Linked DNA regions of Mus musculus: all the other regions are linked to region 3. A link is a contact called in public HiChIP or PLAC-seq and promoter capture Hi-C data. All regions are on one chromosome and are shown on one strand. Each heading gives the region's core, a stretch centred on a gene start, on an enhancer-like site or on the middle of the called end of the contact. The rest is flanking DNA. Distances are from core to core; before and after follow the strand shown. Region 1 holds the start of Uqcrc1 (ubiquinol-cytochrome c reductase core protein 1). Region 2 holds the start of Trex1 (three prime repair exonuclease 1). Region 3 holds the start of Gnai2 (guanine nucleotide binding protein (G protein), alpha inhibiting 2). Region 4 holds the start of Slc25a20 (solute carrier family 25 (mitochondrial carnitine/acylcarnitine translocase), member 20). Region 5 holds the start of Pcbp4 (poly(rC) binding protein 4). Region 6 holds the start of Ip6k2 (inositol hexaphosphate kinase 2). Region 7 holds the start of Nckipsd (NCK interacting protein with SH3 domain).

Evidence for each region. Promoter capture Hi-C pulls out the DNA fragments that hold promoters and counts their contacts. HiChIP or PLAC-seq counts read pairs in DNA pulled down with a chosen protein or histone mark.
Region 1: an H3K27ac HiChIP or PLAC-seq map of bone marrow-derived dendritic cells shows a contact between it and region 3, with 3 times the contacts expected there. The contact joins the promoter of Uqcrc1 here to the promoter of Gnai2 in region 3. A contact is called at or near these places in 1 of 39 promoter capture datasets (embryonic stem cells), 1 of 484 Hi-C or Micro-C datasets (B cells), 1 of 115 datasets of contacts at active chromatin or transcription factors (bone marrow-derived dendritic cells) and 1 of 9 other capture datasets (liver).
Region 2: a contact with region 3 is called in an H3K27ac HiChIP or PLAC-seq map of thymic regulatory T cells, with 7 times the contacts expected there. The contact joins the promoter of Trex1 here to the promoter of Gnai2 in region 3. A contact is called at or near these places in 2 of 39 promoter capture datasets (liver and pre-B cells), 2 of 484 Hi-C or Micro-C datasets (B cells and CD4 T cells), 3 of 115 datasets of contacts at active chromatin or transcription factors (bone marrow-derived dendritic cells, kidney and thymic regulatory T cells) and 2 of 9 other capture datasets (adipose tissue and liver).
Region 4: an H3K4me3 HiChIP or PLAC-seq map of bone marrow-derived macrophages shows a contact between it and region 3, with 4 times the contacts expected there. The contact joins the promoter of Slc25a20 here to the promoter of Gnai2 in region 3. A contact is called at or near these places in 1 of 39 promoter capture datasets (liver) and 1 of 115 datasets of contacts at active chromatin or transcription factors (bone marrow-derived macrophages).
Region 5: an RNA polymerase II HiChIP or PLAC-seq map of embryonic stem cells shows a contact between it and region 3, with 7 read pairs. The contact joins the promoter of Pcbp4 here to the promoter of Gnai2 in region 3. A contact is called at or near these places in 1 of 484 Hi-C or Micro-C datasets (embryonic stem cells) and 3 of 115 datasets of contacts at active chromatin or transcription factors (embryonic stem cells and extraembryonic endoderm stem cells).
Region 6: an H3K27ac HiChIP or PLAC-seq map of double positive thymocytes shows a contact between it and region 3, with 4 times the contacts expected there. The contact joins the promoter of Ip6k2 here to the promoter of Gnai2 in region 3. A contact is called at or near these places in 2 of 39 promoter capture datasets (liver and pre-B cells) and 2 of 115 datasets of contacts at active chromatin or transcription factors (bone marrow-derived dendritic cells and double positive thymocytes).
Region 7: a promoter capture Hi-C map of liver shows a contact between it and region 3, with 7 times the contacts expected there. The contact joins the promoter of Nckipsd here to the promoter of Gnai2 in region 3. A contact is called at or near these places in 2 of 39 promoter capture datasets (liver and pre-B cells).

The regions. Positions count from the first base shown.
Region 1 is chr9:108,935,357-108,938,056 of GRCm38.p6, forward strand. Uqcrc1 (ubiquinol-cytochrome c reductase core protein 1) reads left to right here and starts at 1,292. Exons shown (of 13, transcript NM_025407.2): 1 at 1,292-1,431; 2 at 1,660-1,800. The coding sequence starts at 1,363.
Region 2 is chr9:109,057,949-109,060,703 of GRCm38.p6, forward strand. Trex1 (three prime repair exonuclease 1) reads right to left here and starts at 1,303. Exons shown (of 2, transcript NM_001012236.1): 1 at 1,241-1,303; 2 at 1-980. The coding sequence starts at 973. The coding sequence ends at 29. Atrip (ATR interacting protein) reads right to left here. Exons shown (of 13, transcript NM_172774.3): 11 at 2,681-2,755; 12 at 2,315-2,564; 13 at 1,799-1,960. The coding sequence ends at 1,893. Atrip-trex1 (Atrip-Trex1 readthrough) reads right to left here. Exons shown (of 14, transcript NR_153412.1): 11 at 2,681-2,755; 12 at 2,315-2,564; 13 at 1,241-1,960; 14 at 1-980.
Region 3 is chr9:107,633,904-107,636,913 of GRCm38.p6, forward strand. It overlaps Gnai2 (guanine nucleotide binding protein (G protein), alpha inhibiting 2), which reads right to left and starts at 1,440. Exons shown (of 9, transcript NM_008138.5): 1 at 1,197-1,440. The coding sequence starts at 1,314.
Region 4 is chr9:108,660,805-108,663,656 of GRCm38.p6, forward strand. It overlaps Slc25a20 (solute carrier family 25 (mitochondrial carnitine/acylcarnitine translocase), member 20), which reads left to right and starts at 1,332. Exons shown (of 9, transcript NM_020520.5): 1 at 1,332-1,528. The coding sequence starts at 1,424.
Region 5 is chr9:106,452,260-106,455,277 of GRCm38.p6, forward strand. Pcbp4 (poly(rC) binding protein 4) reads left to right here and starts at 1,579. Exons shown (of 13, transcript NM_021567.5): 1 at 1,579-1,748. It overlaps Abhd14b (abhydrolase domain containing 14b), which reads left to right. Exons shown (of 4, transcript NM_029631.3): 4 at 1-659.
Region 6 is chr9:108,782,513-108,785,319 of GRCm38.p6, forward strand. Ip6k2 (inositol hexaphosphate kinase 2) reads left to right here and starts at 1,300. Exons shown (of 6, transcript NM_001379600.1): 1 at 1,300-1,358.
Region 7 is chr9:108,806,956-108,809,762 of GRCm38.p6, forward strand. It overlaps Nckipsd (NCK interacting protein with SH3 domain), which reads left to right and starts at 1,425. Exons shown (of 13, transcript NM_030729.4): 1 at 1,425-1,699. The coding sequence starts at 1,529.

The sequences.
Region 1 (2,700 bases), core at 42-2,541, 1.3 Mb after region 3:
CCCTTCAGCTCCTTGGGTCCTTTCTCCAGCTCCTTCATTGGGGACCCTGTGCTTCGCATCCAATAGATGGCTGTGAGCATCCACTTCTGTATTTGTCAAGCACTGGGAGAGCCTTTCAGGAGACAGCGTTATCAGGCTCCTGCCAGCAAGCTCTTGTTGGCATCCGCAATCGTGTCTGGGTTTGGTGGTTGTTTATGGGATGGATCCCCAGGTGGGGCAGTCTCTGGATGGTCATTCCTTTAGTCTCTACTCCAAACTTTGTCCCTGTAACTCATTTTTTATTGTTTTGTTTTGTTGAAACAGGGTTTCTCTGTGTAGCCCTGGCTGTCCTGGAACTCACTTTGTAGACCAGGCTGGCCTCGAACTCATGAATATATTTCTTAATGATTAATTTTTAATATTTTATGCTCTTTTACTATGCTTAACTCCCAAAGAATATTTTGCATGTTTTGAAACAATTTAGTATTCAACATTAGATATAGGATCCTCAGTTATGGATAGTATTAAATATTCATTAATGATATTTTAGGGTATGAAAGGATATGAATATAAAAGTTGAAAAAAATTTATGGATTATTTGATTCTCAAAGTACTCAACATTATTAATATGTTTGATGTATAAAATGCATTTAAATAATAAAAAATTAAGAAAAAAAGTAAACAAAAAGTTTTGAAATAATCACAAAATAGAAAAAACTTTTTTGCTTAGTTATTTTATTCCAAACAAGGAGCCCTATTCCACAAATTACCTCTACATTGTTCCTCTTTTCATACACACGTTTTTTTTCTTACGTTTTGGAGACACTGTCTTACACAACCCAGGGTAGTTTTGAACTCCTTACACAAGAGAGGAGGATGTCCTTGAACTCCTGATTCTTCTGTGTCTCCATTTCCCAAGTGCTATATATTTGGCAATATATTATTAAACGTCTTTCAAGTCAACCATTTAAGCATATTTTATTCTTTTAAACTAACTTTAGTGGACACCTTCTTGCACAGACAGGCAAGTGCTTTAGCCCTTGGGCTCAATTGTGCCTAGCCACTGCCCTCCAGGTTTCAGAGCTGCTGCTGGCGTACAATGCATCTCCCACAGTTGCATACCGCCTCCCTCAGGTGGAAGAAGGTGATGAATAGAACCTGTCTCAGATGGGACCAGATGAAGGGCCCCTCCCTCGCAGGTTGATAAATGTCCCGAAGATCCTAGAGGCACACGGACCAAATGACTACATGCGATCAATTCTTGCTAACGTACTTGCTGCCCAACAGGGGGCGACTGAGCACCAAGTCTTCCTTACAGCGCTTGCGCCTCAGACTCCGCTCTGCGCATGCGCAGCGCGGCTCTACACTGACGGAAGTTAGAAGATGGCGGCGTCCGCAGTCTGCCGAGCGGCCTGCTCCGGGACGCAAGTGCTACTTCGCACCCGCCGCTCGGTGAGGTGGCAGTGAGACGTTGGGCTGCAGGGCCCAGGGCTTTCGTACACAGATGAGGAGCAGGCTGTCTCAGCAGTGGCGGGTCGGAGTGGGGAGGTCGCGGGGGTCAGGGCCGTGGGAAGGTCATGGCGGAGGGCGGGGATGGTTATCTGCTCTGGCTTGGGTTTGAGAGCCGAGGTCCCAGAGGCTTGGCGAGCAGTTCTTGCAATGGTCGCCTTCTCCCTTTAGCCGGCCCTGCTGAGGTTACCTGCCTTGCGGGGTACCGCAACCTTCGCCCAGGCCCTCCAGAGCGTGCCGGAGACCCAGGTCAGCATCTTGGACAACGGGCTGCGTGTGGCCTCGGAGCAGTCCTCGCATGCTACCTGCACGGTAAGTGTGCGCCAGTCCTCTAGGTGAGGCCCGCCGTGTTGTCCCAGGTTGGGATGTGACCTTGGGCTCCAGTCTTACATGTTTTGGGTGGAGACTGGCTTACTGCCGGGGCTTATCCCTGTACCTGACTTCAACCCTGCCTTAACCCGGCAGCCAACATTATGGTGCTTGCCAAAGACGGGGCCGAATTCTCTCCTCCAGCTTTTCGTTCTACCTCCCCGAGAGAAGAGATTATTCTCTTGCCACGAAAAAGAATGAGATTTCACAGACTTTAGGTTATTTACAGAAAGACATCCAGGTCTGTTAGACTCACCACCTAGGCTATGTAATTTGTAGACGTAGCCAGGAATACACTTCAAGAAATGCCTCTGAAGGACGGGGAAGATGGCCCAGTGGGTAAAGAGCTTGGTACTCAAACATGGGTATCTGAATTTGGAGTCCTCAGTGTTGTGATTTAGGTCTAACACCAATACTCTGAGGGGTGGAGACTAGTGTGTCTAAGCCGGTCTTACTTTTACCTACACGAGTGGCTTACATGTGTGTATGTGCACCATGTCTGTACATAATGCCCTTGGAGGTTGGAAAAGGATATTAGAACCCCCAGAGGGCTGGTGAGATGGCTCAGTGGGTAAGAGCACCCGACTGCTCTTCCGAAGGTCCGGAGTTCAAATCCCAGCAACCACATGGTGGCTCACAACCACCCGTAATGAGATCTGATGCCCTCTTCTGGTGCGTCTGAAGACAGCTACAGTGTACTTACATATAATAAATAAATAAATAAATAAACAAATCTAAAAAAAAAAAAACAGAACTGGAGTTACAGGTGGTTGTGAGCCACCGTGAGGGTGCTGGGAATTGAACCTGGGTCCTGTGGAAGAGCGGTTCCTAACCCTACACAGT
Region 2 (2,755 bases), core at 53-2,552, 1.4 Mb after region 3:
CTTTATTCATCATATTTCCCCTCTTGACTTACTGCCCAGGTGAGGCCAGGAAGAGTCCATACAGAGTGGCTATTGCCAAGGTCAGGAGGGTCAGCAGGCTCAGTGGGGCCAGCAGCCCCTCCTGTGATGGGGCTTCTGGGACCTTCTCTGGAGGAGGACTCTTAGGTCGCCTGCTCCTGCCATTGCTGGGACTTCCATTGGCTGTGGCCAGGGGTGTAGTAGCTGTGGCAGCATGTGGCCTTAGGTTGGTTGTTCCAGTGGTAGCCGGAGTGCCGTACATGGGCTTGACGGTGCTAAAGGGCCGGGCATGTTCGTCCACCCACTGCAGTAGGGCCTGTGGCTTCCACTGACAGATGCTGAGCAGGGTTAGAACATCACCTTCAGCAGTATGTGAGTCTGTCGGTGCTTGCCAGTACAGGCGGGTGTAGATGCTGCCCAGGCTGTAGCTTTTCCTCGAACCATTCCCTGAGGGGCTGCTAGCTTGTTCCAAGGCCTTTAGGGCAGCGATGCTGTCCACACAGAAGGTACCATCTAGGGGACTGGGAGTGCTCAGCCTAGCAAGCTCTGTCTGGAGCAGAGGAAAGTCATAGCGGTCACCGTTGTGTGCCACAAGGCAGCAAGGCTGTGGCTGGCGCTGCAGGAAGGCTCGGAGCAGGATGGCCAGGTTGTCATCGAAGCGTTGACGCCCCTGTACTTCCAGCTCAGCTTTGCTCAGACCTGTGATCTCACTGGCCCCAGGGCTACAGGCTTTCCCTGGAGCAATGCACAGAGAGAGCTTGTCCACCACACGGGGCGGTCTGGGCACTGGAGGTGGATGTCCCTGAGAAATGGAAGTGTTCTCCAGAGCACGTCTGTGGACAGCCAGCAGGCACAGCTCTGTGACTTCGGGCCGAGACGAAGGCAGGCCAGTGGCTTCCAGGTCTAAGAAGATGAGGGTCTGCATGTGACCATGGGGCAGGGTCTGTGAGCCCATGCTGAACCTGGGGAGGAGATGGGGTAATGAGTAGCAGCAGGAAGGTCTCAAGTGGGCTGAGGTGGGGTGCAGAAAGGCAGCTCAGCCCTTCCCTTCAGCAGGTACTATCCAGGGCCACTAGAAGCTGGAGGGCAGGGTTGTTCTAGTGGGATGGATCCACTACTTATTTGCCTTTTGAGGGAGGCCCTTCCCCTAGTGCTGACTACCTTCAGGGTGAGGGAACCCTATTCTCTTCTGCCTTACCCCATACCCTTACTCCACACTTACCGAGAAGCAGGCAGCAAGGCACTCCGCTGGGTCTGCTGCTGGCAGCAGTGTGGCTGAGGAAGTAAAACTGCCTGGGTCCACCCATAGGCCTGCCTCCTGAACAGGGCCCGCCCTGCTGTTAGCCTGCCAGGCCTGGCCCTCGTGCTGACGCTCCTCCCTCCCTCCCCAAGCACCCCAAAGGCCTTCCTAGATCCATATCTGTGATCCTGCTGGCTGGTAAAATGGACTACTGCCCCAACACTGACAACTCAAACTGGGTTGTCTCTAGGATTCAAATGTGCCCGTGAGCCTCTGCCTTTTCTTGTCTTTCCCCCAGTCCTTGATCCAGGCCTTCCTAAAAAGGGCTGCCTCCTTGGCCACAAACGTACCCCTGCCCCCACCACGGCCCCCGCCCAAAGCTATGACTCAGGGTAATTCCCGAAGAGGGGCAGGGTTTTTCCTCAGGGCAGATCAGTTACCATGGGGGCCATCTCAACTCCAGCAGGAGTCATCTCATCAATTCTTGGTCTGCCCTGTCCCTCCCTCTCAGCCACACAAATCGGACTCAGGAAACAAAGCTTGTGTTCTCAGCAGGAAGTGCAGTTTTAATCAGTGGATATGGCAAAGACGGCGGTGGGAGCTGGCGCCACCTTGTGGCTGGATGCTCAGGCCCTCAGTTACAGTCCATCTCAGAGTCTTCCAAATCAGTCTCCGCAGCACAGAGGTCATCCAGGGCAGCCTCTGAGCCAAAAGGAAGAGGGGTCTGAGGTTAACTCGACAGCGTGGGGGCTTGGAGGCCCCCATGCTCCCTAGCGTCACAGGAACCAACCAGTCCCTTCTATGCACAGGCTTTGCTCCCTCAGCGACTGTGAGCAAAAGTGACACAAAGGCAATTCGGACAGATCTTTGTGGAAAACCATGGCTCAGCGAGGCCAATTCAATAGACACCATCAAATGGGAACCTGTCATACTCAAAGACCCAGAGCAGGAAGGTAATACCCATGTGCCAGGAATGGCTCTGGAGGCAAGGGGAGACTCATGGAAAGGAGTCTGACAGAGGCACACGAAGGCTAGGACAGTGTCGTGCTAGCTTACCTTCACAGTCAGTCACATCAGGAAGGGCTCGAATCAGCATGCTGACCCCTGGCATCACCTGGTCGTACTGATGCAGGACCTCGACACAGTGCACAGTGAAGAGCTTGTCCTTCTGAGATAGGCTATGCAGCAGCAGCACAGTGTCCCGCAGACAGCGTATCGTCTGCTTCTGCTGGTGGGTCCTTGGACCTCCTGCCCGCCGCACCGTCAGCCATTGCCTGTGCAACATCACAGTGAGCGCTCTGACTGCCTAGGGTGAGAGGGCACAGCCTGAGGTCCAGAGACTTACTCACCTCACCACTTCAAGATCAACAGGATTGCTCTTAACTAACTGAGCATCCATGATGCTGGTCTCTGGCCACTCACCTCTACATTGCAGTGACAGTCAGAACCAATGCCAGCGGGGGCAGGGCTCTGTACACTCAGCTTGGCCAAGAGCCA
Region 3 (3,010 bases), core at 190-2,689:
CGGGGCTACAGGCAGCAGACTCCTTACCAGCCCCTCATTCAGCTTGCCCACCACCCCCACATCACAGTATTCCTCTGGGGAACCAACAGGTCTACTCAGTATCCTAGGCCATATCCCTGGCGTTCCAGCCCCGAGTGTGAGAAGCCCAGCAGCCGTCAGCAGATCTCTCCAGGCCGGCACACAGGGGCAGCAATATGTCGGTTGGTTCACTACTTCCACTTCCCCCCCATCCCAGCAGCCACCATCTTCCTTGGCCTTGGAAGTGACAACAACCCTAACTCCTCCATGTTCCCTCCTATTGCCCAGACTCCCCTGGCCCTGGCCCAGACAAGCCTTGGATCCCAGGGAATGGAACTTCCCGCAAATGCTAGAGGCCTGGCCCCTGTTTCCCAGTGTGACTCTCAGAGTCAGACCAACCTCTTGCAAAGGGTCTGCCCAGCTCAGCCTAGGCCCACCCCAGCCCCTGGTGCCCCTCCTCCTATCAACAAGGCCCACCTGGGGCAGGAGGGCGCAGAAGCAAGGGAACGGCAGAGTGTGAGAAAAGCCTTAAAAGAGGGGCAGATGATTTGGGGGTTGATACCTGCAGAGAGAGGGAGGGAGAGAGACAGAGAGAGAGAGAGAGACACACACACACAGAGAGAAAGAGAGATCTGGTGACCTGGAACAGAGGCCCTGCGGGGAATCCTGCTACAGAGAACTTGAGAGTAGTCAGTTTCCCTCTTAAAGAGGTTCTTGAAGGGTCAGAGTGCAAAGAGGGAGAATACAGATCCCAGAGTAAGGAAAAGAGGGAGTGGGTCGAGGCTTGACCAGGGTCCCAAGGAATGCTCGTGCCAAGAGAAATAGAACAGGTGGGGCTTGAAGGTGGGAGCCGGCAGGGTGCTGAGGGTTTAAGAAAAGCCTGAGAAAGTGCGGAAATACACGGCAGGGTCTGAGTTCTCTTGAGACTGGATAACAAGGGGGGGGGGAGATAGTCATACAAGGTTTGGTGTGTGGGATCTGGGATGAGTTGAGGGTCTGAATGAAGTCTGGACTAGGATTATAAATCTAGACCAATCCAGAGTTTCGGATCTTAAAAGGGTGGCTCCTACTGGTTTCAAGCGCAGGTGTAGGGTGCAAGGCCAGGCTGAGCAGTTTCAGGTCCTTGTCTGGGGATTAGCGTAGAGAGTCAAGGGTCCCAGAACGGGGCGCTGCCTCACCTAACAGAAGCAACTTCACCTCCCGCGCCGCCTTCTCGCCGTCCTCCCGCAGGTTCTTGTCGATCATTTTAGAGCGCTCGGCTGCCGCCTTGTCCTCGGCGCTCACGGTGCAGCCCATCCTGCCGTCCGCCGGCCCGGCCTGGCCCCCACACGGCCCACGGCCCGGCTCGGCCCCGCCCGACCCACTCCGCTCCCACCGCCGGCCCTCTGCGGGAAGCTCTCAGGTCCGCAGTTCCGAGCGACTGCGGGAGGCGCCTTCCCGGCCGCCGCGCACCGACGGCGGGGCGGGCCAGGGGTGGGGCCCGGGCGAACCAAGCCCGCGACTGGGCCGGGGCGGGTCTGGAGGAGGGGCCGAAGGAAATTTAGGGATGGTGATTGGTTGGAGGGCGGAGCCAAGGGAGAAGTTAGGCTCAGTCCAGCCTTAGGCGCAAGCTGAGAGCGGGGCCGCAACGAGGGAAGACACCAAGGGTAGAGCTAACACAGGCTTAGGCCTCTGGGCGGGCTGCAGGAGGAGCTAGTCTCCGATTGGATGCTGAGAGCCTGAGGCTCTGTTTCTGGACTGTAGGACTAGTTGATCTAGTAGCCCAAGGGTCAGGACTACCTGCCCTCGCCACAGGCCAAATAGAAACCAGGACTCTGAGCATTTGTGAATTATGAGAGTAAGATGGAGGAGGTGTGTCTTCTTCACTTGCTAAAACTGAGCCTATAAACTTATTTGGAGATCTACTAAACTCTGCGGAGGGTCACATGATCTCTTTCTGGACCTCGATTTTCTTTAAAGCAGCGCCCCCTCCTCTTCTGTGTAGGTTGCACCACATTAAAAACAAAAAGAGTTCACTGCCGCCTTTACACCTTTGAGTGGACTATCTTCTGTCATCTAAACGTCGTCCTTTTGCCTGATAGGTTGGGAACCTTTCTCCTGCAGGCAGCAATCCGGGGCTTCAACCAGAGACCAATGAGACTGGACTCTAGGAGAGATAGACAAGAGAGAGTTGTCATTGGACTTAAGGAAACAAACGTTGCCATGATCCTATAATCTGTTCCTTCCATCCTCTGTCAGCTTCTAGAGGCTTCTTCAGTTCCATGTCTCTTCTGGGTAGTGGCTGTGATCCTGTGGCTGTGCAAAGGTGGAAGTGGAGCTATTTCCAATCTTTGTGATCTGCTTTTTAAGAGGGGCCTATGACCCACCAACTTTGATTGGACGATTGAAGTGTGCAAGGTGTTCTGAGTGGCCCCAGACTAAAGCCAGAGAAGGACACTGCCATTAAGAGTTGGTCACAGGGCTGGAGAGATGACTCAGCGGTTAAGAGTGCCGACTGCTCTTCTGGAGATCCTGAGTTCAAATCCCAGTACCCACATGGTGGCTCACAACCATCCTTAATGAGATCTGACACCTTCTTCTGGTGTGTCTGAAGACAGCTACAGTGTACTTACATGTAATAATAAATAAATGGGGGGCGGGAGGGATGGCTCAGCGGTTAAGAGCATTGACTGCTCTTCCGCAGGTCCCGAGTTCAAATCCCAGCAACCACATGGTGGCTCACAACCATCTATAATGAGATCTGAGACCCTCTTCTGGGGTGTCTGAAGACAGCTACAGTGTACTTACATATAATAATAAATAAATGTTTAAAAAAAAAAGAGTTGGACACAGCCTCCTGTGAGAACAGCACTACCTGGACAAAGCGCGTGTTCCAGCTTCTACCCTCCAACTTGCTGGCTTGCTCTGGAGTGTCCGTGTGTCTCAATCATCAGAATGTCTTCCCTGTGGAGGTGTCATTAGCCTGTAATCATCCAGTGGTTCCCTCGGGGAA
Region 4 (2,852 bases), core at 82-2,581, 1.0 Mb after region 3:
CCATCCTCTAATCTGCTTGACCCCATCTCTTCCCCAATCTCAGTTAAAGATGATGTCTTCTCTCTAGTTGCTAAGGCCAAAAACATTAGCATTGTCCCGTAAGCCTCTCTCACAAAACTTTTTCTAAAAAAAAAATATATATTTACTCATTTTTATTTTGTGTCCTTGAGTCTTTGCCTCCATGAATGTATGTGTGCTTGGTGCCCAAAGAGGCCCAAAGAGGGCATTAGGTCTCATGGAAGTATAGTTTCAGACAGTTCTGGGCTGCTACGAGGGTGCAGGGAACAGAACCCAGGTACTCTGTAAGAGCAGCCAGTTCTCTGAGCTGCTGAGCCAGCTTCTGCAGCTTCTGCATGAGTAGTGAGCAGAATGAATTTCCGTTCACTAACAGGTCCTTCGGGTTTTCCTTTAGAAAATATTCACCATTGGATCGCACCTCGTTAACAACTCTGCTATGTGCTGGTCCAAGCCAACATTTCTACTCATGACCTTTAACTTTCTCCAGCCCCCTGGATTTCCTCTGGCTGTTTTCACCAGCAGTTACAGCGATCCTGATTTTTGTCTGTTTGTTTTAAAATCCGATCTGAGATTGTTAGTCTCCATCTAAAACCTGTCATAGAAGAGACTGATGTCCTCACAGTTCCTCCTGATGAGTAGTCTCCGTTTCTCCTGTCCTCACTGGCTGCTCCACCATCCCACCGCACCCCATTCCCACCCCTGTGGCCTGTGGTTTCTCAGATTTGACAACACAGACATCTCAGAGTTTTCAAATTTTCTTTATCTTCTGCCAGAAAGGTCCTTCATCCTTTACCGGGTATCTTTAGACAGGACTCATTTCCATGCCCTAGATCTTAATCCTTTGCCTTCCTAATGAGAGCTTCTCTTGTTTAACAAATTAGTTACAAATTATTTGTCTCCCACACTTTACTTCTTCCCGGATTTATTTTCCTATAGAGCCATTTTTACCATAGGACATATGCCATTTTTAACTTAGTCAAGGCTTATCAAAGACAGGGACCTCTATGGGGTACCTCCACTCTTCAGCACCTAAAAAAAAAAAAGTGGCTGTCACGCAAAAGGGTGTATGCGACCTCTGGGGAGTGCACAGATGCATAGGACCACAGAGGACCAGAGAAAGAAAAAAACTCAAGTCCAAGAAGACTTCCTGGAGGAGTAAGTCCCTGACAATCATTCCCAAGCCCCTCCCATACATCATTAGGGAAAGAGCCCCGCCCACTAAGGAGGAGGGCAGCCGGAAGTAGACTTCAGGGCGGAAGCCAGGCTAGTACGACTGGGCCCTCTTTCCGACCTGCCCACGGCCCCGCCCACCTGAATGTAGGTGAAAGGTCGGCGGAGCCGCTCGGGCAGCGGAGCAAGACCAAGACTGCCCGGAGCTGACAGACAGACAGACAGAAGACTGAGCATGGCAGACGAGCCGAAACCCATCAGTCCGTTTAAGAACCTCCTGGCTGGCGGCTTCGGCGGCATGTGCCTGGTGTTTGTGGGGCACCCCCTGGACACGGTCAAGGTGCGCGGAGTGTGGACGGGGGCTTGTGGAGGAATGCCCCGGGGCGGTGTGTGTGTGTGTGGGGGGGGGGGGGGGGGTTACGTGGAAAGTAGGGACCGCCGCGAGGTGCTGCCTTTCTGAACAGAAGTGGAGCCGGGCTGATGGATGCTTCCTTCCGTGGGAAGTTTACAGAGGGTTGGTATGTAGTTTACTAGGAAGCGCTGCTTTACCTAACCCGGCCAGAGGCTCTGCATTCAACTCCCTGGCACCTCAAAACAATTTTTTTTTCCTCTCGAGAATCAATACGAAATAGACAGAGGCTGTACCTCGCGCCCTAAGAGCCCTACAGCTCCTATTTCAAGGTCTTCGGATGGCAGTCTTTTTTTGAGCCCTGCGCACTTCTTTGGAGATGAGAAAGAAAAAGCTGCTGTCTGTGCCCGGTTAACCCTGATATTGTTATAAAGATTGGAACAGGTTATCTGTAGACTTGACCTCCCCCACAAATTAAGGACAAAGGTGGCAGAGATGTCCTTTGACACAGTCTCGTAAAGCCGGTGTGTCCCATAGCCTATCTCTTGTGCACTTTTCTTTGCCTGAAGAGGCACCTGGCCATTTACAGCCAGTCATTCACTGCAGGGTAAGCTGCATAGTCACCCCCATAGCAAGCAATGACCAGCCAGGCTCAGGTGTGGAAATCGAGGGGACCTTTCTCTCCTCAGCCTTTTATTCTTCCTCTTGCTGTACTCTCAGCCAGGTCTTGTGGAGACTAAAATCTATATTCGATGACTTAGCTCATAGATGAGCTCATATAAGCTCGTAGCTTATAGGTTTCTTTTTTCTTCTTCTTCTTCTTCTTCTTTTTTTATGGACATAGACCTGAAAGGAAATGACAGGTCATAGCCAGGATGAGCCTGTGAGAAGAAGACATGAGTCTTTTGTGTGTGTGGATGGCGTGTTGCTGGGGGCTGGAAGCCAGAGAAGATGTGAATCTCATAAAGGTGGTAACCTCGGTTGGGGGCTTGATAGGATGTCAGATCCAGTTTCCTCTGAAAGAGAACAGTATCCAAGGGCTCTTCCTTGGCAGGCTTGACAGCAGGCTATCTCACGGCCTCTGTTCAAAGTGAGGCTCACCACAGACAGCTCATCCCGAGGAGACTCTGTAGTGTTCATCTGTGAGAAATCAGATCCTATCAGTAGCAAAGGCTGTGCTTCTTATTCTTAGTGCTCCTAAGACAGTGGCAGGTTCAAGTAGCTCTGTCTAGCAAGGGGGAGTTTGTTTGGCCTTTATTTCTAATCTTATTCTACAGAGGCAGAAATCTTGTCCTGCACACCTGAGACTTTTAAA
Region 5 (3,018 bases), core at 329-2,828, 1.2 Mb before region 3:
CTGTCTATACATCTGTCTGGGTTGCTGTCATTTCTGTTTTTCTCTTGCAGTGACAGATCAGATCAAGGCGGTAAATCAAGTGGAAAAAGCGTCGGGTTCAAGGGGAGAACTCTGATTGTGGGTAATCCATAAGCTTCCTCTACAGGCTCCCCGCTTGGTTCTCACTTCTGCCTTACTTCACTTTCTGATCCATCTCTCTCTTCAGCCGCTCCACAGGACAGCCATTCCTTCTGCCGCCCACCCCCCTTAGACCACAGACAGCATATGGGTATTGCTTGTTTAGATCCATCCCACACCCAGACAGAACCTTTCCCTTGGGAGCAGCACAGGGGTCCCACATTCTTGTGTAGTTTGCACAGGTACATGTGCAGTTTCCTGAAGGATGGAGGGAATCTTTGTAAACAGAGATCCACTTGCCAGGATAAAAATGTGGCCACCGCTAGATTTCTCTTACCTACCCGTTGCAACTGGTCCCAGACCAGAATGGCCTCCTCAGAAGGGGAGGTGCTCTTCAAATCTCCCTTAGGGGCTGCATACCTCCCCAGGTAATCAAGCACGGATCTTCTCAGCCAAGCCCATTTCCTGCCCTGAGGTTTGGGAGTGGGATAAGGAGAGGAGACCGACTTCGGAGGTCCCTGAAATAAAGTGATACAATTAGACCTCACATGCTTTTGCTGTCTCCGGAGCGCCGCCCCTCCCCCTTCCCCTTGGGACTGCCACTGTGGGCTCCTCCCCCACCCTGGCGGGACCAAATGGTCCCCCTGCCCTTTGTCCACTAGGCCAGATGGAGGGAAAGGGAGATTGGATTCCCCTCCCCACCCACATACATCCAGGTGCCAAGAGACTCAGCTGAGGGGGGAGGTGTAGGTCAGTGGGACCTATATGAGCCGATTACTGAAAGGGGGAGAATATCTGCTCTGAGATGGGGGAAGGGCAGGCTCAATTCCCCCCCCCCCCCACACACCCACCCACACACATATACACACACACACACAACCTATCCCTTTCCTAGTAAAGGAGTTAATGGCACTCTGACCCTAGCTCCAAAAGGAATTTGGCAGGAGATTGGAAGGATCACGGGACAGGTTGTTTAAGGGCCAAACGGCTCTCATGCCCCTCCTCCAGCTGGTCGGGTAGCCTCTCCTGGGAGGACCAGGACCAGGGTCGGACAGTGCGGACGCCGGAGGTAGCGGGTCTAGGTGGGCTGGACCCCGGAGTGAAGGATGGTGAAGAAGCAAGAGCCGGGGCAGGGCAGAGGGCTGTGGGACAGAAGCCGGGAGGCGCGGCCAGGACTGAGATGAAGGCTGCGGGGAGCTCCGCAGAAGCGCTGGGCGGGAAGGACAGGCCGGGAGAGAGCCATACAGGGAGGATCCGGGGCCCCTGGTGAGCCGCATGGGAAGGGTCCATCGCTCCCTCCCGGAAACGACGGATGCTCGGGGCGCCGGACCGCGCGGGGCGGGGCGGGGCGGGGCGGGGCGGGCGGCTGCGGCACTGGGGCTGCTGGGGCGGGCCCGCCGCGCTGTAATCGGATCCGGGGAGGGGGCGGGGCGGGGCCGGGCCAGGCGGGCCGGGGGGTGGGGGTGGGGGGGCGCGGAGCCGGGCTCCGGGCCGGCCGGGCTCCGCGCCTGTCAAACCCCTCATTGTTCGCAGCTGATGTCACTCGCAGTTGTGAGCGGCCGCCTTTCCCGGGGACAATGTGGGACTGAGCGGCCCAGCCGCTGCCGCCGCCGCAGAACAGCCCCAGCGAGGTAAGGCGCGGGCCGGGCGGGGCACCGCGGGCCATTGAAGTTTGGGGGTTCGCTGGGGGGGGGCGGGGAATCGGCTCCAGTGTGCACCCGATCGCGGTCCTGGGGGGGGGGGCGCTGCGAAGAACACGTTTTCTGTCCAATGCGGCTGAGGCCTGTACAGGTGGGGGGCGTTGGTTTTCCAGGGGAACACCCCACTACAGGGAGGGGTTTCTTGGACCTTGGGTACCAGGTTTGAAGCTCTCATCCTGTTTGCCGTTTCTGTCCTTTGAGCTCTCAGTTCTGGACCTCATGTCCCGGGTTCGGGTTCTACTTCGTCCCTGTTCTCATCTGCCACTCTCTGCAGCTCCTGGCTCTCACACACACCCCTTCCCATTCTCTGCAGTCCTTCGGGGAGCCAGACACAGACCTCCAGGCCAAGGTGGATGGAGATAGTTGGGAGCACAGTGTTCTCCCCCCTTCCTGTGGCTCTTCATCTCCAGCTCTGACCTAGCTTCTTGGCTGGGGTACTGGGGATGGAGGTGAAGGGACTCCGCCACATACTTAAACCTGGCCTTCAGGCATCCCTGGCTAGGAGAGGGAGGTGCCCACCTCCTCACACTCCTAAACCAGGCCCGCCATCTTGAGACCTGTGGCACCCAGAGCCCCGCCCCACCCCGGCACCCAAGGGAATGGTCCTCCAGGGGATGTACCTTGGTCCTTTCACACCCCTTCTCTCAGAATGTGTGGCTTTGGGTTCCCACCAAGCCAAAGACGTTACCTTCTCCCTGGACCAACAAGGCATGTGTCCCCAGGGTTCCTGTCTTCCCTATAAACACACTAAGCTTTGGTCAGGAGTTATCTCTGGCGTTCAGTGTTCAGTGGGGTCACCCTGGTGGCCTCAGGGCCAACATCTGGGAGGGTCTATTGTTTTTTCCATTTGAGAGTATTATCTTTCTAGGTCCTGGAACCCCTTCTTGTTTCAAAGCACCCCTATCCCAGCCCCCACCCCGTAGCCTTCATCAGCACGCAGGCTCAGGCTGCCCAAACACAAGGGGATTGTTCTCTTTGCATGCTCAGGGTGGGGGGCTGGGAGCGGGCGGCCCACACACCCTGGCAGGCCCAGGCTGCAGAGAGGATGGCTTGCCCCACCCTGTGTCCCCAGACAGGCTCTGTCCACCCGCCCACTCTCCTCCAGCCTCCATTCCCAGTTCCTAGCTCCTGAAGGAAAGAAAGAGCGCTAAGCTGTACAGGTGGACCCACGGGGTCTCCTGGCCTGCCCGACGCCTCCCAT
Region 6 (2,807 bases), core at 50-2,549, 1.1 Mb after region 3:
CCTGAAACCTGGGCCTCTCGGTTCATGCCTGTAATCCCAGTAAGAGGAAGGTTGATGCTGAAGAATTGCCTTAATTTTGAGGCCAGCCTGGGCTACAGAGAGGGATCTGGACTCAATTAGTTAATATTTTAAAAACAAAACCACGACCCGGGGTAAGTGGGTATAGACAGAGAGGAAAAAATGTGAAAAAGAAAAACTAGACAGAACTGAACACAGAGCCATGAAGGCCTCAAGGGAAGGCGATTCCAAGAGGAACCTGTTGGTAATAGGAGTTTCTCTTGTCCACCTTTAGAAAGCAGGGATTAAAAAAATCTGTTTACTGCACTCACTGCAGAGTGTAGGTGCTTAATAAATACTTCAGTTTTAAAAACCTATGAGCTACATCTTTGCTAATGCCCAGGATGCAGGGTTACAACTCTGGCATCCTTTACAGAAAGGCCAATAGCCAAGAAGGAGGTCATCCCATGCCCATGGTTCCCATCGTGCTCCTTGCCTTTCCTGGCTGCGCTGACACTCGTTCACTCATGCAGGAGACCTTCTGAATGACACAGGCTCCAGACAAAGGAGTCTTGGATGAGCTCTATGCTCCAGACCTATCAATTTACCGAGGACCCTATACATCCCTCTGATCAGACTTCTATTGGCTTTTATCTTGTCTGTCTGTCCACTCATCTGTTCACCTGTCTAAACATTTTTTAAAAATTATTATAGTGTGTGTGGTGTGAGTGTGTGTTTGTGAGTGAGAGAGAGACAGAGACAAAGAGCCAGAGAGAAACAGAGCAACGGCTTGACCTGTTGAGCCGTCTTACTGGCCTCCTATAGAGCCATGTATTTGTCTATCGTCTGTAGTCATTCTCTCTGTTCCCTGCTGCTATCCCTTTATCCATCTTAGCGACATGTAGTTCTGTCCATCCATCTGCTAGGTTGACCAGCTTTGCAGTTTATCACAGAATGAATACTGGCCTTGACATTCCTGTATCCTAGGAAACTCCCCAGTGCGGGGCAAACCAGGACTGTCTGTCCATCCACCCTTACCCTAGGCATCCTGCAATCGATCCATTTGGCACACAGCCCATCAGTTACTTCAACTCCAGAACAGACTGGCCACCCTCCTCACTCAGGACAACGCCCCGCCTCTTCCCGCCCCTTGCCCATTCAGGAAGCCGCCCCAAGCGAATCCCGGCGCCCTAGCAACAGTCTTCCAGGCCGCCCAGTCCGCTTGCGCGGCTTCGGGTGCGAGCCAATAGCGAGGGGCCCTGGGAGCGAGGTTGGGGGGCGGGGCTGAGCGCGGCCGCAGCCATTTTGGTGGAAGAGAAACAATAGGACGGAAGCGTCGCGGGACTGGGCTGTGGCCGCAGGTAACGCCCGCCCCGCCCGGCCCGTGGCCCTGTCACCCCGGGGCTCAGGGGAAGAGGTTTTCGGTGCTGGTAGCGGCCGGGCTCCGGGATCCCTGGGAGGCTTGGGTTTGTGAAGGGGGTCCTATGGCTGTCATTGAGAAGCGGTCTCCCCCTTTTTTTGTGTAGTCATCCCTTCCCTATTTACGGGGGGCCATTGTACCTTGCAGTTACTGGGGAGAGTAGCGTTGCCCACCGAGACGGGGCAGAATCTTCCCCCCGGCATTGGAGGGTCTCCCGGAACCGGGGGAGGGGAGGGGGCGGGGGACGACGACAGTGTCTTTCTCCGGTTTTGAAGCGGTCTCCCTGGGTCTTCCGGTGGAGGACAGGATCTCTGGTCTCACAGAGGTCCCCCGGCCACGATCTCCCTGGTCTTTGAGGATGGGGTCTTTATCTTTGGATGGAAGGGTCAGCCCGGATCCTCAGGTACTGTTGTTACCTGGGCCTGCAGATGTGCAGCCATTTTGGGTGTTGAACGTCAGTTGTGCCAGTCAGCTCCTCTTTGATCCCGGAAAGGCGGGGGAGAGGGTGATCTGCGCATCCAACCTTATTGGTTTTTTTTTTTTCCCCTTCTTCTCCTTTAAGATCTTAAAATGGATCAGAAGGTGTCTTCTTTTTTCTTCTTCTTATGCTGATGCTCCTACCACGAGTGGGATTTTATTCATATTTGATAACAAGACTGCATCTATCTTCTGCATCCTTCCTAATGACTTGATTCGTTTTTAGGATTTTAATTTCTATCAAATATCAAGAAAGCTGTACTAGCGGGAAAATGGGGAAAAATGTAGGAACTGGTGAAATCTAGGGCTCTTCTTACACGCGAAAGGAAATAGAGCTAGTCATCGCATGTAAATAAACATTTTGTTAGCAGAAATGTACATAGAGCAAGAACAAAATAATTTCGAATATTTGTAAGAAAAAGTACTGAAGGGATCCAGAGGCAGTGGGAGGGGGATAAGAAGGGACCAGGGGGATGGATATGGTCAAAATACATTGTATACATGTTTGGAATTGTCAACTAATAAATATTTATGAAAATAAAAAGATCCAAAAGAAAGAAGCCCTGGCAGTTTTGAAACAGCAAATATGATGCAGACAAACATTTTGAAAAATTTAAAGGACCTTCCTTGTTGACAGCATTGTTGTTGATTTTCAGTATTTAAAATGTTTGCTGTATTTGCACTTTCCCTGGGATAACATTTTAAGAGATGGGAGATGCTTATTTACCAAGTTGTTGCCGTGGAGAGTGTAATTGTAGGGTTTTGTTTTAATTTTAGCAGCTATCCACAGATAGAAATACAAAATGAGTACTTATGTTTGGTGTGAACAGGCCATCTGACTGCCTACTAAATCTTTTTGGAGATCAAGTTGGTTAAACTATTGAGTGTAACTCAGACTGGTTTACCTGTATTC
Region 7 (2,807 bases), core at 175-2,674, 1.2 Mb after region 3:
CTGGATATCAAGTTCTTGTCTTGGCTGAGCCTTCTGGCAGCTCCCCACATCCCACTGGGCCTACCTCCACCATGCCTAAAAATAGATTAGCGAAGTCTAGGTGTAGTCTGGCTCATCTAAGTACTCAGGCAGAGGGAGTTGGATTGCTGTTAGTTTCAGGCCAGTTGGTGCTGCTAGTGTGACCTTGTCTTTAGGGGGAAAAAGCCAGGTGTGGTGGCACCTGCCCTAAGTCCCAGCATTTGGGAGGCAAAGGCAGATGGATCATTGGATTTAAGGCCAGCCTGGTCTACATGGTTCCAGAACAGCCAAAACTACACAGTGAGACCTTGCCTTGGAACATTGTCTGATGGTGTGTATATCCTGTGCTCCTTAGATTAGTGGAGAGTATGCAAGGATCCTTTAGGCCTTCTTCACTACGACCGAGGGATGCCAAGGATTTCAAAGATGTGGATGGCTAGGCTGAATATTAAACTGAAGGTCAGGGATGCTTTTTCTTTCTTTGAGACGGATTCTTACTATGAAGCCCAGGCTGGTCTTGATCTTGGCTTTCTACAGCTCTGCCTCCTGGATGCTGGGATCATGCCACCATTCAGAACTCAAAACATGCTTTTTAAACCTCATGTGTTCAGTCCCTACCCTATCAGCCTTCTGCCCTAACCATTTTTTTTCCCCAGTGCCATTTGTGATGTTGGGGCAGGACAGGGTTGGTAACAGACAGCCTTTTAAAACAGGAGATGCATGTATACACGCAGTTTGATTCGTTATGAGTAAATATGACCTTAGGTCATAGACTTAAATCCTTTTGTAACAACAAAAATGGCAAAAGGATAGTCATTGACAAGTTGGGGCGTGGTCCAGAAGGGAGTGTTCAAATAGAACAGATGCAAGACTCAAGATAGGAAAGAAGCCAGTATATATGAAGGGAGTGTATATGTGGTGGGTAGCAAAGATGCATTCTGGACAGTACAACCTGGTTTTGTCCCTTGCCCTCCACACTTGTCCACCACCTCAGCGACAGAGTAGGGACTTTGTACTAAGGCACTGTGAGGCCTAGATGCGCTGGGGAGACCCCTCCCCAGAAAGAACTTCCAAATGTCTGATCAGGATTCCTCAAAGCAAAACACCATATCCCCGTCCCCAGGGACGCACTGGCTATAAGCATCCTTCATCAGGAGGTGGGAAGGAACGCAGCGCTTGCACCTGAGCTGGGAAAGGAGGAGGAAAGCCAGGGAGAGGGAGTTAGGACCCTAAGTCAGCTGACTGGAGTCTGAGGCCTGAAGGAACTGGAGACTCCCACCCCGCCCCGCCAAACCTCTCTCGGCCGCGAGGGGGCGCGGCGCTCCAATACTGGAGCCGACTCGCTCCTGGGGCGGGGTTCCGGCGGTCGCGCATGCGCACGCGCGGCGTGTCACGGGGCGGGGCGGGGCAAGCGCCGGGCGGCGCGGCACTCAGGGCCTGGCTTCCCGGCACCGCAACCTTCGTCGCGTACCCAGCCCCGGCGCTTCGCGGCCCGGCCCGGCCCGGCCTCATGTACCGCGCGCTGTATGCGTTCCGCTCCGCGGAGCCGAACGCCATGGCGTTCGCTGCAGGCGAGACCTTCCTGGTGCTGGAGCGCAGCAGCACGCACTGGTGGTTAGCAGCACGGGCGCGCAGTGGCGAGACCGGGTACGTGCCGCCTGCCTACCTGCATCGCCTGCAGGTGAGTGTGTCCCTCCGTCCCAGGCCTCTCGACCGAACCCCTTCACCAGCACGCAGAACCGATCCAGGAAGCTCAGTCAGATTCTTCGGGACTTCTACCAGACAAGGAGGTTGAGACTCTGACCTTAAGTCCCAAGAGCCGTAAGGACTGAGACCCCTCCGGAAGGGCCGTCAACACCCACCCGAGACTAGGCCTTTGACATTTAACCGCAGGCCCGTGAAAAGCTTAATTCTGGAACAGGGACTCTCTGTCATCGATAATCAGAGCCTCCATCTGCATTGAATTCTCGAGCTGGATCCAGAGACTTCCAGTCCATTCATTATCCAAGTCCCTTAGACCTCCAAACCCTATTCGTTCCCCTTTCCTGAATCCCTAGGATGCCCATCTCCCATCAATCTGTAGCCTCCACCTTTAACTGTAAAGATCACCGTGCCCACCACTGACTGTGCCACCTCATACACCACCTGTTTCCTCAACCACCCTCCAGGTTCTTAGTCCCCACCCCACCCACACACTTGGACCCCAGAGCCACAGGCATTCCTGTCCCTTATGCGAGTCCCAATTCCTGTAGTATCTCTGTATCCCGAACCCGCCCACCTATCAAGCTCTCCCCAAGGACAATTCCCCAACCCTTCAGGAACCAAGGCCCCTGGCCCCTGCTGATAGACAAGGTTCCCTGGCACAGCCCCCACTTCTCCCAAGCCTCCACTCCTGACTTCTCTGGTTTCCTTCCTCTGAAATCTGGGCGCTCCATCCTGGAATGGGAGCTGTCCACACTGTGAGGAAGTGAGCCTCCTTCATGGTTTCCCGTTCTGAAGATGGCCTGGTCCCCTTCCAGTGGAGCCTGCTCCAGTTCCTGTTTGCTCAAGAGTAGTCCTGCTGCAGTGTCTCCAGCTAGCCTATTCTGACTGCAGGAGGAAGGGGACCCAGGGCAGTCTGGGCTATTCCAGACTCATAGTCCCTAGCTATGGAAACATCCTGTCCCAGCCCAGTTAAGGACAGAAATACTGTGATAAATTTGGAAATGTCATCTGGTCTTGCTAAAGACGAGGGACCCTTGGTTCTAGGGTCCTCCTCACAGACTCTCAGTCTCCTCTAGAGGTGTTCA